2 separate regions of the Zeugodacus cucurbitae genome follow, and region 1 is linked to region 2. A link is a contact called in public Hi-C data. All regions are on one chromosome and are shown on one strand. The core of a region is the stretch at or near the end of the contact, and the rest is flanking DNA. Distances in the headings are between cores, read along the strand shown. Region 1 holds the start of LOC105213125. Region 2 holds the start of LOC105213131 (ubiquitin domain-containing protein 1).

Region 1 (6,220 bases), core at 619-3,118, 250 kb after region 2:
TGCAACTGCGCGACGGCATAGAACATAATGCGTTTCGAAGTCAATTGAAAATGTTCCAACACAAAATCCTCCGCGAATGCGAAAGACTCACCCTCCAACCAGAAATCGTAATCCCTTAAAGACTCGATGAAAGCGCGATAAAACCGAAAAATATCGGCAACTTGTGATTCGCCCAGCAGTTGAAATATCGGCGCATCTTCGTAGTGCAATAACGATTGTCTTTCCAAGCAATACATGGACGTGTAGTATCCGTCTGAATTGTATAGTAAATCAGATTTATGCCACAAATCGAAACCCATTGTGGCGAAATAATGGAACAACGGGCGTTGCAAGGTCAAAATGGTGAAATGCAGGAAATGTCGCAGAAAATAAATGGGATGATTGTAGTCTTCGGGGTCGATGTAGGCGGTGAAAAATGTATTTCGCAGTTGGCGACGACGCAAAGTAACCAAATTGCCATAAAAATTTCCCTCGACGAACTTGTCTATCGCATAAATTTCCGTAAGATTTGCCGGGTCCAAGTCAGTTTTTGCATATGTGGAGAGTAAGCGTGGTAAATTGAAATTGCTGCGCTGCAGCTTCGCATATAGAAAGCGATCCCACTGTTCGCCCAAGAGCACAGCGCGTCGTTGCTCCTGAAAGCGTGTTGTGTGATAAAGATAAGTGGCTAACGCGACTTTGCGACTGAAATTCGTATTAAACACATCCCAATTCCAGTACTCGGACAACAGCAGCGGTTCAAACTCTTCAGTCAACAGAAAGCAGTCTTCATAACTTAGCTTTACATAGGCCTGCCAAAGCACGAAATTGAAGAGCACACTTGGATGTGTTGAACGTATAAGCGCTGATATATTCTCTAGCCGCTGCTCGTCGGTATATATCTCATGAGCAGTGCACACATCTTGTTCGCTGAAACGCAAACTTCCATGAAAATATTTAAAATATTTCTCGTAGCTAAACGAATTATGTGCTGAATCATCGTAACTGCCGTTTCGCCCACCGTTATCAGTATACAATTCAGGATCAAAAGGTAATTCACCGATAAGCACTCGACAAAAAGCTCGCAATTCGCTAGCGATCACTTGCGCCGCCTGTTCGCCGCCGGTGTAACGGAATGGCAACAACTGCGCTTGCCAACTCTTCAACGATTCGCAGCGCACATCTTGACGTGCTCTAACCGGCGCAATAAAGATTGTGCCCTCAGCAAAGAAAATACGTACGAAACTCGTAACGCCATGTGCCGCCAACTCTGCGGCTAACTTTAACCAATCTAGATAAGCATGTTGCGTCAGCAATTCGTCCCATTCAATCCGCAGCAATGGCCACGACTTGTAGAGCCGCGCATTCTCTGCGAGGAAGGGAACTTCGCGTAACATGCGGCGCCATTGCGAAAGCGGTCCACGACCGTACAACTTGTTGAGCGTTTCGCGTTTCTTACAGGAACTATAGAGCGTGGCAAGCAACTGTCCCGGTGGCGTGCCGAAATTCTCTTTATTGCGCTCAAAGAAAAGCATACGATCTTCGTGGTTATATAAATATGGAGGCACTGTCATCGGCTCATCAGCGCTATCCGCACTCAGCTGCTGGACGTCGCTCAGCACTTCGTTGTAGTAGCCGCAAGCGTGCGCAAAGAAATCTTCACACGGATCTGCATCCTCGTCGAGTATGTTGAGCATATGGGTGAGCTGTTGCCGATAAAGACGCGAGACTGCGGGTCCCGTGCGTACTTTCGGTTCGGTCGTGTGACCTTGGCCGCCTTGTTGGACTAAAAATAGACACAATAGAATAATAAACCGTTGCGGGCGCGTTTCATTCATCTTTCGATGATACCGCGTTGCTTTCGCAAGTCGAACTGATTTTCGCGAATATGCGAAATTTGTATTATTTGTCTAATCGTGAAATTCTTCCCAACGTATTGTTATTTTGTTTTGTCGTTGTAATTGTTGTTTTTATTAAAAAGTGATAAGACTTTTTTAATGTAAAAATTGCAATCATAGTATTGAATCACTCTGAAAATAGGAAATTATTGTATGTATGTATGTTAGCACATAGCAATATCAATGCACTTGACCTTAAATAGCGAGAAGCTCAGTGTCGTCTCTCTATCTATGTTTAGCGCTTACGTATAAGAAAACAAAAAAAAAAAAACAAAAACAAAACACTTGTAAGCATATATTTACATTCTCATAATTCTCTATACATTGATTGAGATCATTGTATTTAATATTTAATTAATTTAAGATTAACCCTTTGATAAGTGGGGTCTTACGCAGCACGATTCCAGATACAACGTACAAGTACACATACATCTATTAATACGAAGCCGGTCCTTTAAACACTTAGTATTTAACCCGTCTAAAAAATTTTGGCTTTCTTCAGATTGTTGGTGTAGATCACACCTTCTTTCGAAAGCTCATTGGTCTCCGACGGTCACGAAACGACTGAGTAACCCTTTTAATCTTTTATATGGCATGTCTTTTACCACACCCGTTGTGACGGTTATCTTTACATAAGTCTCTAGATTCTATCCCTTCATACTCTACCAGCCTTATCTTACCACAAAGAAATCTTTCCAATAAATTTAATCAATCAAATCTATTAACTAGTCCAAAAAGTTCAGAACTGAGGTTAAACGCGATTCCCGCAATCGCGCTTTACAGACTAATGAGTATGACTCAGCCCAGGTTAAAAAAACTTAGACCTTAACATTTCTGGCGATGACATTAAAATTTCGGCTGTGAAGAACGCTGTACGAAATACGTCTACGACTTACAGAACTATACTGACTGGACTTTCGGCAAGCACTGAACGCCATTCACAGAGGAGCCATTAATACCTTCATCGACTTCCTCCAAGTGAAAGCGTACTTGAATATAAAACACCACCCAGCGCAGACACAGAGCACGAGTTGCCTCGCGAAACTTCGTTCGGGATATTGTAGCCAGTTAAACTCCTAGTTATCCAGACTGAACCCGGACCAATATGTGTCCTGCATTCAAAGATCCCTGCCTCACTCATTTAAGACCCATTTCCCTCTGGTCCGACATTGTCGAAACTGCTCGTTTCCTGGATCTTCCGTTAGATGACTTCGATGACAATTAATTTAGCATTGCCGGTTCAGGCAGGTTTGGGTAACAACTAAACATTGATAGAACCCTAGATTATTCGACTAAAGGATGCAAACTTATGTCTCAAACTAGACACGGATTTTGGTTCGACTCTAATAGCAAAGCTGATTTTCATTTTAGCGGCTAATGTGCACAGCAACTACCGAGAGAGGTCCATAACGGAGAAGAGCTGGACGTTCAGGATATTGTAGTTGGTTGAATTCTTAACGCTCCAAGGACTTCTGTTGTTGTTGTTTTAACGATTATCCAGCCCTGCTGAAACGGAACGGTCGTCATCGAGGTCATCTAACGGTATGCCCAGGAAACGTGCTGTTTCGACAGGGTCGGACCAAAGATAAGTTGGGTTTATTGGGCATGCAAAGAGGTGACTAGTATTGTGCATGGACTCATTGCAGGCAGGACATTATCCAGGGTCTTCCGTTAGTTTTTTTTTGGATTTGAACTTTCGTGGATTACTGATACTCACGTAACACGCTACCAACCATGATGAATGGTGTATAATCGATCTCGAATACAAACAACAGTGTTACTTATTTAACTATATTTTTTATTAATGTTATCTATTTATGAAATATACACGGTAGTCAAAATACTACTAACTACATAGGTATGTGTGTATGTATGGTGTGTGCTTAAATTACTATTTCGCCTGGAGAGGCAGAAGTCAAAAGCATTTATAAAAGAAATGTTAGTAGATGAAGACAATAAGAAAATAAATTAATAAACTTATGTTCGTAGATATTTGAAAAAAATTTCATTTTTTTATGGAAAGTATAGTGAACAATTGAATTAATTATTGAAGAAACGACAATCATGGAATTAGTAATACTTGCAGTATTTTAAGTATTTATTTGAGGATGGATTTATGGCCTAGCGTTAAGTTGCTTACTCGCCGTTTTTAACTTATAAATGTAGAAGTCGATGACGTAACATTTTGAAGAAAAAAATAATAAGAAATCACTAAACTAGCTAACTACAGATTTAAATAGCACGATTACATGTACATATAGGCAGCGCATATGCATGGAAGTTCATGACACCAACACGGTTTACAAGCATTTCCAATTCATTTACCAATTTAAAAAAAGGTTTACACAGCCATATACACACACGCGTACATATGTAGGTGTGTGTATATAATTGTATAGATAAGTAATAGTTAAAAGTCTTTTTGAATGTAACTACAATATCGAATTTCATAAATTTGCATTAAAGCTACAATTTCATTGTGATTGATGGCGAGCTTTGTAAACCCTTCTGTATATAACGCAATACAATTAGACGTTTATCGCTTAAATTAGCTTAGAAATTAATTAACTCTACGGACAATCGAGTTATGTGTATGTATGTATGTAAGACGTTTTCACGCATTACTGCTGCTAAATGTACGACTGCGGCTAAAACGACGCGCCGCCGCCGCCACCATAGCCACAGGATCGCCGTCAGCCACAGTGAAGTCTGGCCATTTAAGTATATCGAGTAATTTAATTTTCAACTCTGTTGTCGCCGGACGCTCGCCGGGTTGTTTGGACAACATCAATTGCAGCAGCTCGTGTTCCTTGGGGTAGTCATGTGGAAACTCTTGTGGATAGCTGCCATCTCTGAGATTGCGCAACGTTTTTATGCGCTCCATTTCGGTGCTGAAGTACACGAGCAATTCGAAGAAGATTAAGCCCAACGAATAGATGTCCACCTTAAAGTCGTAGTGTTGGCCACGCAGTTGTTCGGGTGACATATACAGATGTGTGCCGACTTGTTGTGTGTGACGAGCACACGATGGCAGACCGGTGGTGTCGCCACACTTGGTCACCATATTCGGTATGTCCGACATGTCGGTGACGAGACCAAAATCACCGATTTTTATTTGGCCATCTTGTGAGAAGAATATATTGCTGGGCTTGAGATCACGATGTATGAGACCCTTTAAATGCACATAGTCGACCGCGTCGACAATTTGATGGAAAATGCTGGCAATATGACTTTGCCGTGACTCACAGCGATTTTCGCGCAGCCAATCGCGTAGACTCTCTTTTCGGCACAGCTGCATCTGTATGTACAGATAGACTTTATTTTGCTGCGGCTTCGGTGTGGTCTGCAGCAATGCCGCGGCCGGCAGTAGTGCTTTACTATTATTGCTATGCTCCATATTTATGGCAACTTTACCAAGCTCCAAGGAATCGGGACGTTTTTTGCTTTTAGAGTTAGTTTTGTTGTTGTCTTCATTTAAAGAACGTTCCAGATCTTTGGAAGTCCAGACGTCGCCATTTGTCTGGCCAGCACAACCGCTATCCTCATTAGTTTCGTCACCATTCGCCGAACGCACAAACTCAATTTGAAAGGAGTCGGAGAGTTGTGAGTAATCGATACTCTTGCCATTTTTCGGCAAACTCATATCAAAGGAATTGGAGTGAATGTCAATGGATATGGAATTGGTATGCAACTTCTTGCCATTCACTTGCTTATCCTTTTTAGTACTATTCGTCTTACTTTCTTCTTCGCTGTCGCTCTCGCTCTCTTCATCGCGACACTTCATTGCCAGCGATTGTGACTCTGAGCGAAAGACAATGCACGAATCATCGTCGTCATCATCTTCTATAATGCAATTGTCATGTTCATGTTCGGAGCCACAGTCCGTATTATTCAGACTAGACATCCAAGAGAGCAATTGACGTTTGCGCTCCACCTGCAGCTGACGTCGCGGTGGGTTATGCGGCGCTGATGCATTCTCGAAGGAAGGCAGTGTTGTGCCATCGGGCGTCTCAATTTGTATAGACATGGACATCTCGTGTGCCAACCACTTACTGTCCTCTTCCTCCTGCCAGCCAGGCGGTGGTGTTTCAACCCAAGCCTGTGAAGCAAAAGATCGTTTTAAGCAACTAACATTCAGGTAAACCTATTGCACATGAAACTAACCTGAAAGTAGCGTACGATATTTTGATGTTCGCAATTGGCTAAGGTCTTCACCTCGCGCATGACACGTTCGCGTGATTCCTTCTTATTTGGCAAGGTTATACGCTTTACAGCGTATTTGCAGTCATCCAATTTGTTTTTCGCTTCGAAGACAACACCGAAACCGCCGCGCCCCAAACAGC
Region 2 (6,620 bases), core at 1,197-3,696:
TTATCGGATGTTGACATCGTCCACTCTTCTGCACCATTCATAAGGACGTGAATAATAAGCGACTTTTAGAGTTCAATTGCCTAATCAGTCCAAAGTAACACCTGTTGGCAAGAGTGATTCTGCGAGATATTCCAAGATAGTCCAAATTATATACAACTTCAAATTTATGACTCTCAACAGAAACGTGGGAGAAATGACGCGAATGTGCTCACTGTTTGTTTGATGACAGGAGATATTTGTCCTATCTTAAGGGTAAGGGAATAATTAATTTTAAAGTATATTGATATTTAACTCTTTACCTTTGAAATGTTTCTAGAACTCTCATCTCAAAGTCTCGCTGCATCTTCGTCTGTGTGTTCCCGAGGGACTCGTTAAAAAAACATTGGAAATTCTCCATCGATCACTATTTCATTCATAAGTCCAAAACATCACCTATTTTGAAGCTGAAGGAAGGCTATGACAAGCCTATATTCAATTATTCCAGATTACTCTCATAAACCGCAATATTCGTCTGACAAAACTACTGTTATCAAGCATCTAAACTTTGTTTCTCTCTACAAACTTCGTTCTATCATTGAAGCGGACCATAGCGTCAAACCGCATACCGGATACCGCAAAAATAACCGATTACTTTTTGTTTTCTTATATTTTAAGCACTATTTTTCTTCATCTCATGCGTCATACTTCTTGACAAAATTAGCATTATAAACTCTTTAATCCACATAGGTATCAAACACGTGTGTTTTTGTATGTGTGTGCACCTATACTGGTCGTATCTAGTTGGTGCTATTGGTTACTCGTAGATTCCGAAACTCGGCATGTGTAGCGACTGACTATGCGAGTTTTGTCGAGGTCGTCTGGTTTTGTTTCTACCTTTTGTTTTTATTTTCACAAATGTATTAATATTGCTCCCTTTTATCTTGATTGTTTATGGTTATATGTTTCTATGAGTGACCATTCCAGTTTCTTAATTTGAAAAATGCAACTCAATTCGAATGGACTCGCTGGTCGGACGATGTTAGTCTTTGGGCCAACTCAGCTGTTTAATTGTTATGTTTCTTTGTTAAATTGAGCATTTCGGTTTCGTGTTTATGTGCTTATGTACGCTTATGTGTTGGTTTCTTGTTGGGTGGTGTTGCTCAAACTAAAAGTTCACTGCATGTGATCTGAAAATTAATTAAGTTAATTTTTGTTAGGTGTGATTAAACAAATTTTGCGTGAAACGTAAATAAATTTCCTTATTGTCTTATATTATTATAATATTAAATTTTCTCAAGCATTCTCTTTCGCCGGTACTATTTTTAGTTACTCAACCCGTAAATGATCTTTTGCTAGCATTTAATACAAATACTTTTTTTCATAATAATAACTTAGTGCAAATACATTTTGGAAAAGTACTACATATTTGAGAAAGAACTTAGTTTTTAAATTGAATTTCTTAGGTTTGCACAGCGCTCTAACGTCACACGATAGAGATGTAGTACCACCAATCTAATGAATTATGCTAATTGGCAAGCTATATTTGACGCTTTCATATGACTGCACTGTGGACATCACTTTTTTCTATAGTATTCATAAAATCGTTGATATATCAATAGAAAAATTAAATATTAACAATGCAAATGATTTCTGCAACTTTGTTTTGTTAATTTTACTGCTTTGTGGAAGAAATGTCAATAGTGATGAACTGTCAAATAATTCGAACGTGAGCCCATACATTTTATACATTGGGTTTACGTATATTATAGTGTACATATATGTAAGTAAACTAAACACTTTAAAGATGTTCTATAAATAGTTACTACAATTAACGGTTATTTATTTAAATAATTATAATTCGAGTTTAGCTGCCGGATATGCTAAAACCGCCAAACAATCAAAAGCTCTATGATTATTAATTCACCTCATGGTGGTTATTCTTTTGCGTGCGATGTTATTTTTGACACAACTTGCAGAGCTGCCACCTTTAACCATATTCTTATGATATTATTTTTAATCAATAATTCAGTAATGTTCTTGATTTGTTCATTTATTGCTCGATTTTCTTAACATATAATATTATTAGAACCTGAAATCTGAAAGAGCACAAATTTTAAATGGGTTTCAGAGCGAGATACACTCAGTGAATTTTTGTTCACCAAAAAGATAATAATCAAATAAATAATTATTGTTGCAATGGAAAAAATATTTCGTTAAAGAAATGGTGACATCAACAAATTATTATAGAAGTATGCATATCTTGTAGATCATTTACCGATCAAATAAATTTTTTCTATGAAAATTATTTGCTAATAAAGTGTGCAAGTACACTAATCTATTATTTTATTATTATTAATATTTACTTTTTAGTTGGAAAATATAAATAAAGAAGAGTTGACCTGGTGGATTTTCATCTCTCAATATTTTGCGATGTTTTTTGACAATGAGCTTTCTAAATAGCGCCAAGTGGCCACGCTGCATAGAAATGTCAAATTAATGAAATGGAATTGAAATAGTAAAAGGAAAAAAATTCTCAGCGAAGATTGTGGAAATATTGCGGAAATGTTTGGTGAAGAATTTTTTGCGAAGCTGCAAATAAAATATCAGTGTAAACTACAAAAAGATCTGTTTAAAAAATTTCAAATCAATTAAATGTGTTACCTTTAGCACTTTACATTTAAAACATATCAAAAGTGCGTCAGATATTTGGTCGCGCGGTTGCAATAGTCGTCTGAAAAAGGCAACGTGAAAATCTAAAATAAAACATACATATGCTAAAATGCCGTCAAGCGAAGTGGTGCAACAGTGAAAATCAAATCAAACAGCAAATTCGAAAACATAAAGATCACGAGTAGTGACAGTAAAACACAACTCGCGTCGCGCACTCCAATAAAATTTGCATTTCCAAATTGAACCGATATTTATTTCGTTATATTCCTTTCAATATTTGCGGTCATACACGGTCATACGTGCGAACGTGTTTTCCGGCGCTGGTACGCTGTTTTGGTGGACGCGCAACACGTAAATTGTATGCGAAAATATGGGTGGTTGCATTGGCATACACAGCACCGACAATGAGACAGTCAGTGTATCTTCAGCGAGTATTTCTAGGCCAGCGACAGGCGCGGGTGAGTAAGCGCTTAAATGGGTGCAATATAATCCACTAGCGCACGCACTGCAAGTCTCTCACATACATATACTGGTCCGCAATCTATATTCTTTTTCGTAATTAGGCGGCGCCCAAATGGGTCCATCGCGTAAAAATCGCCCACTGTGCAATGAGACAATACGTTGGCGTTCCGATGTGCCATTGACGGAGGGCCAACTGCGCTCGAAACGCGATGAATTCTGGGATACTGCGCCGGCGTTCGATGGTCGCAAAGAGATTTGGGATGCGCTACGGGCAGCCACAAATGCGGCGGAAGAGCTAAATTTCGAAATGGCGCAGGCAATACTTGACGGAGCGAATATATCGGTGCCCAATGGGTATGTTTTCATAAAAGTAGTAGCATTATTTCGACAAACTACAAAGTTTTTGTTTGATTGCGACGTTTATTATCTCATTTTGGAGTCAAATATTCATTTACTTATATTATTAATTAATGTGATTATAATATGTGACTTAAGAAGACTTATAAGCAGCTTTTACTATATAGTATGTATGAATAATAGTGTCCGACATAACTACGTACGGGTATCAGTTCTTAAACCATAACAAATATTGCATTGTAACCAAAATAAAAACACGTCATGCGGTGTCTAAGTATATACATATGTATATAGAGTTTTAACATCGGTTTGTCGCGCCTATGCATATAAAAGAGAAACGCACAAACATATTTAACCTCGAAGTTTATTTTACCTCAATTCCATCGCGCTCTATATCAATAAACCATGTCTTTCTACTACTGCTTGACTATTCGTCGCACTTTAATTGATGCATTTATTCTTTATCGCCTTTTAATCATGGATATATTTACATATTGTGGTATATTCAACATTTTCTCATGTATATAAGTACGCGCATATGTAGCTACAAAGCTGCCGGTGGTTGTGTAGCGCATGATGCGGCAAACATTCGACAAAGCTTTGTACGTAATCGCTTTCTGTTTTATTTTAGTGTTCTGATTACTATAAATTAGAATCGGCGTTACCCCCAATATTTTGCAGAGCTGCTTGTTTGTAATAAAATATAAATGTGTTCACCGAAAATCAATATTTATAGCATTAGTGCGGTTGACTAACACAATCCTCATGTAATGATTAGGGGCAGGTCATGCAACACTAATCAAATGACAATCTCTCCTAACTTTGTTAATGTCGTCTGCGGCCAGGTCGTTGTGTCGTAGGTTTAACTGCTTTGTTCGTGACCAACGGCAAGCTAAGCCCCTTATTAAATACACAAATTTATCAATATTTGCTGGAACATTATTGTAATGTGAAGAACTAGCCGAAAGTAAATGTTTTTAACGTTTCTATTTCTTGCATAATGAAACCAATTGAATTAATCTAAATGCAATTTGCTTGTCGCCAGTGTGGAATTAACTATTTCCTGCGTATATTAAATTGTTGTAGCGGTATAATTCAAAATTAATCCAAATACTTTTGTGAAATGCTTCAAAGATATCGTTTTAGTAGTATATAAATACTGGTTCGCTCCGGTTAAGCGTAGATACTAGCTCGAAAGTATTATTTAATCATGCTTGCAGTTCTTTAGTCGTGATTTTAAGTGTCATTTCTTTGAAGCTTCTAAAAAGAGTTCTTACTATATAAAAAAAATAAATTCATATAAATTATTTGCGCCATGAAAGCTAAAATTCTAAACTTTATTTAATAATTTTACGTGTAGCTTGAAATCTCCGTTTACGCCACCGTCTACAATACAAATACATCAATGTGCAAGTGCTTTCTACATACATAAATAATAACTAAAAAATTATCATTTACATTCAATTATCAAGTTAATCAGGTGATAAAAACCTAGACAAACTGCCGTTTAGCCGTGATTCGATTAGTGGGCGCACATGTGCATATATTTATTGGTGAATGCTGTAGAATTGTAATTTCACTCGCTAATGTATATTATATAAAATTTTCATCTCTTCTTTGAATGCCATTTGCAACGTTTTATTATAATTTTTATTTTAATTTTTTCTTATTGCTACCAAAATCCGCCTAATACTGTCTCATACCTACTGATTTTGAATTTAAAGTTTATCGCGAGCTTGTTATTATTTTAACGCTTATAGCGTGCTTTGATATCAGTGAGCTTAACACTTTGTATATGTTTATTTTTTTGTTAATATAAAATATTTCTCATAGTTCTCTGCTACTAAAGTATACAAGTGAATCGCTAAATGGAAGTTATGCTCGCGCTTAATTACTTTTGTATTAATTTTATGACAACAAAACGAATTCAATAAGGAAATTAAAAGCGCAGTGATAAGATAAATTTTAAATAGAATTGACGACTAGCCTTTAAAAATGCTGTGTGTATTGTATTGTTGTGGTGCTTCAAGTAGAAAACAATGGCAAATTTAAGTGTGTTTGTTTATAAAGCTGAAATTATTTCACGTTTACATTGTGATTAAACTATATTTTTTTTTTATAAAAATCTTATTATTGTACCTTTTGTAGTGGATATATAAAATGAAGCAATATATGTATTAGAAAATTATCAACAGCACTTTAGAATAAAAAATAAAGCGAAATATATAATAATCATGACACGTTTAAGCGGTGATTTTTTGCAAATCTTGTTATGCCTGTTTTCAATTTCGGAATATAAATTCTGCAGTTTTCTGCAATTTTTAGCATATTTAAATAAGGAATTGGCAATGAAATTTATATTTTCGTATAAAACCGCTCTATATGGGTATGTACATACATATATGTGTATGCTATTGATAATAAAAAAAATCAAAGTATAATTCCAGTTCTATTGCTTTTTGCTTTGTTGCCTTCCCACGCAACTGCAAATACTTTTTTTTTCTAATATTATTGAGTTTTTATTAAGGAATGTACTCCTGGCGTTAATGTGTGGGAAAGTCCCATTTTCATATTAAATATGCATGACATTTTTATTGATTCCACTGTATAACAATTGTATAAACTTACTAAGCGCCGCCCATCAAACCCAAATAGCTCTCCATATATCAAGCTATTTTCTAAAGGGTGAACTGCGGCGTATGCAAATAAAAGTTTTAATTCCATTACAGTTGGTGTGAAGAGTTTACTTAGCGCAAGCTATAATTTTTAACACATGTTGTGTGTACTATGTATGCGAGGATGGCTGTAACACATGGTCAGTAGGCTCTTTCCGGTGCATTTTTGTAAATGCACGCAATGCAATTTGGAAAATTTATTAACTGAAAGCACAAAAGTCTAAACACTATTTGGTAATAATTTTTAATTAATTTTGCTTGAGCTAATGATGTGTAGTTGTACAGGATCCTTTTCGGATCCCTCTTCGACTACAGGCGTAAATGGATTCCGGATTCTTTGGTCTGAAATTGTCCCGAAGTTGAATAATATTTTCCCTACAATTTCTTTATGTATTTACAGTTTTAGCAAAAACGTTTTTAAATTATATTTTATTTATCTCGTTGTGTTTATAAATAATGTAACCTAAGACTCCATTT

What was found. Hi-C and Micro-C count contacts between places; a contact is called where the count stands out from the background.
Region 1: a contact with region 2 is called in a Hi-C map of whole body, with 4 times the contacts expected there. The contact joins the promoter of LOC105213125 here to the promoter of LOC105213131 in region 2. A contact is called at or near these places in 2 of 2 Hi-C or Micro-C datasets (both in whole body).

Annotation. Positions count from the first base shown.
Region 1 is chr2:26,025,466-26,031,685 of idZeuCucr1.2, forward strand. It overlaps LOC105213125, which reads right to left and starts at 1,869. Exons shown (of 1, transcript XM_011185694.3): 1 at 1-1,869. The coding sequence starts at 1,817. LOC105213124 (eukaryotic translation initiation factor 2-alpha kinase) reads right to left here. Exons shown (of 5, transcript XM_011185693.3): 4 at 6,042-6,220; 5 at 3,870-5,976. The coding sequence ends at 4,492.
Region 2 is chr2:25,778,088-25,784,707 of idZeuCucr1.2, forward strand. LOC105213131 (ubiquitin domain-containing protein 1) reads left to right here and starts at 2,447. Exons shown (of 4, transcript XM_011185699.3): 1 at 2,447-3,107; 2 at 3,213-3,465. The coding sequence starts at 3,020. It overlaps LOC105213132 (chitin synthase chs-2), which reads right to left and starts at 432. Exons shown (of 14, transcript XM_054229581.1): 1 at 300-432; 2 at 1-245.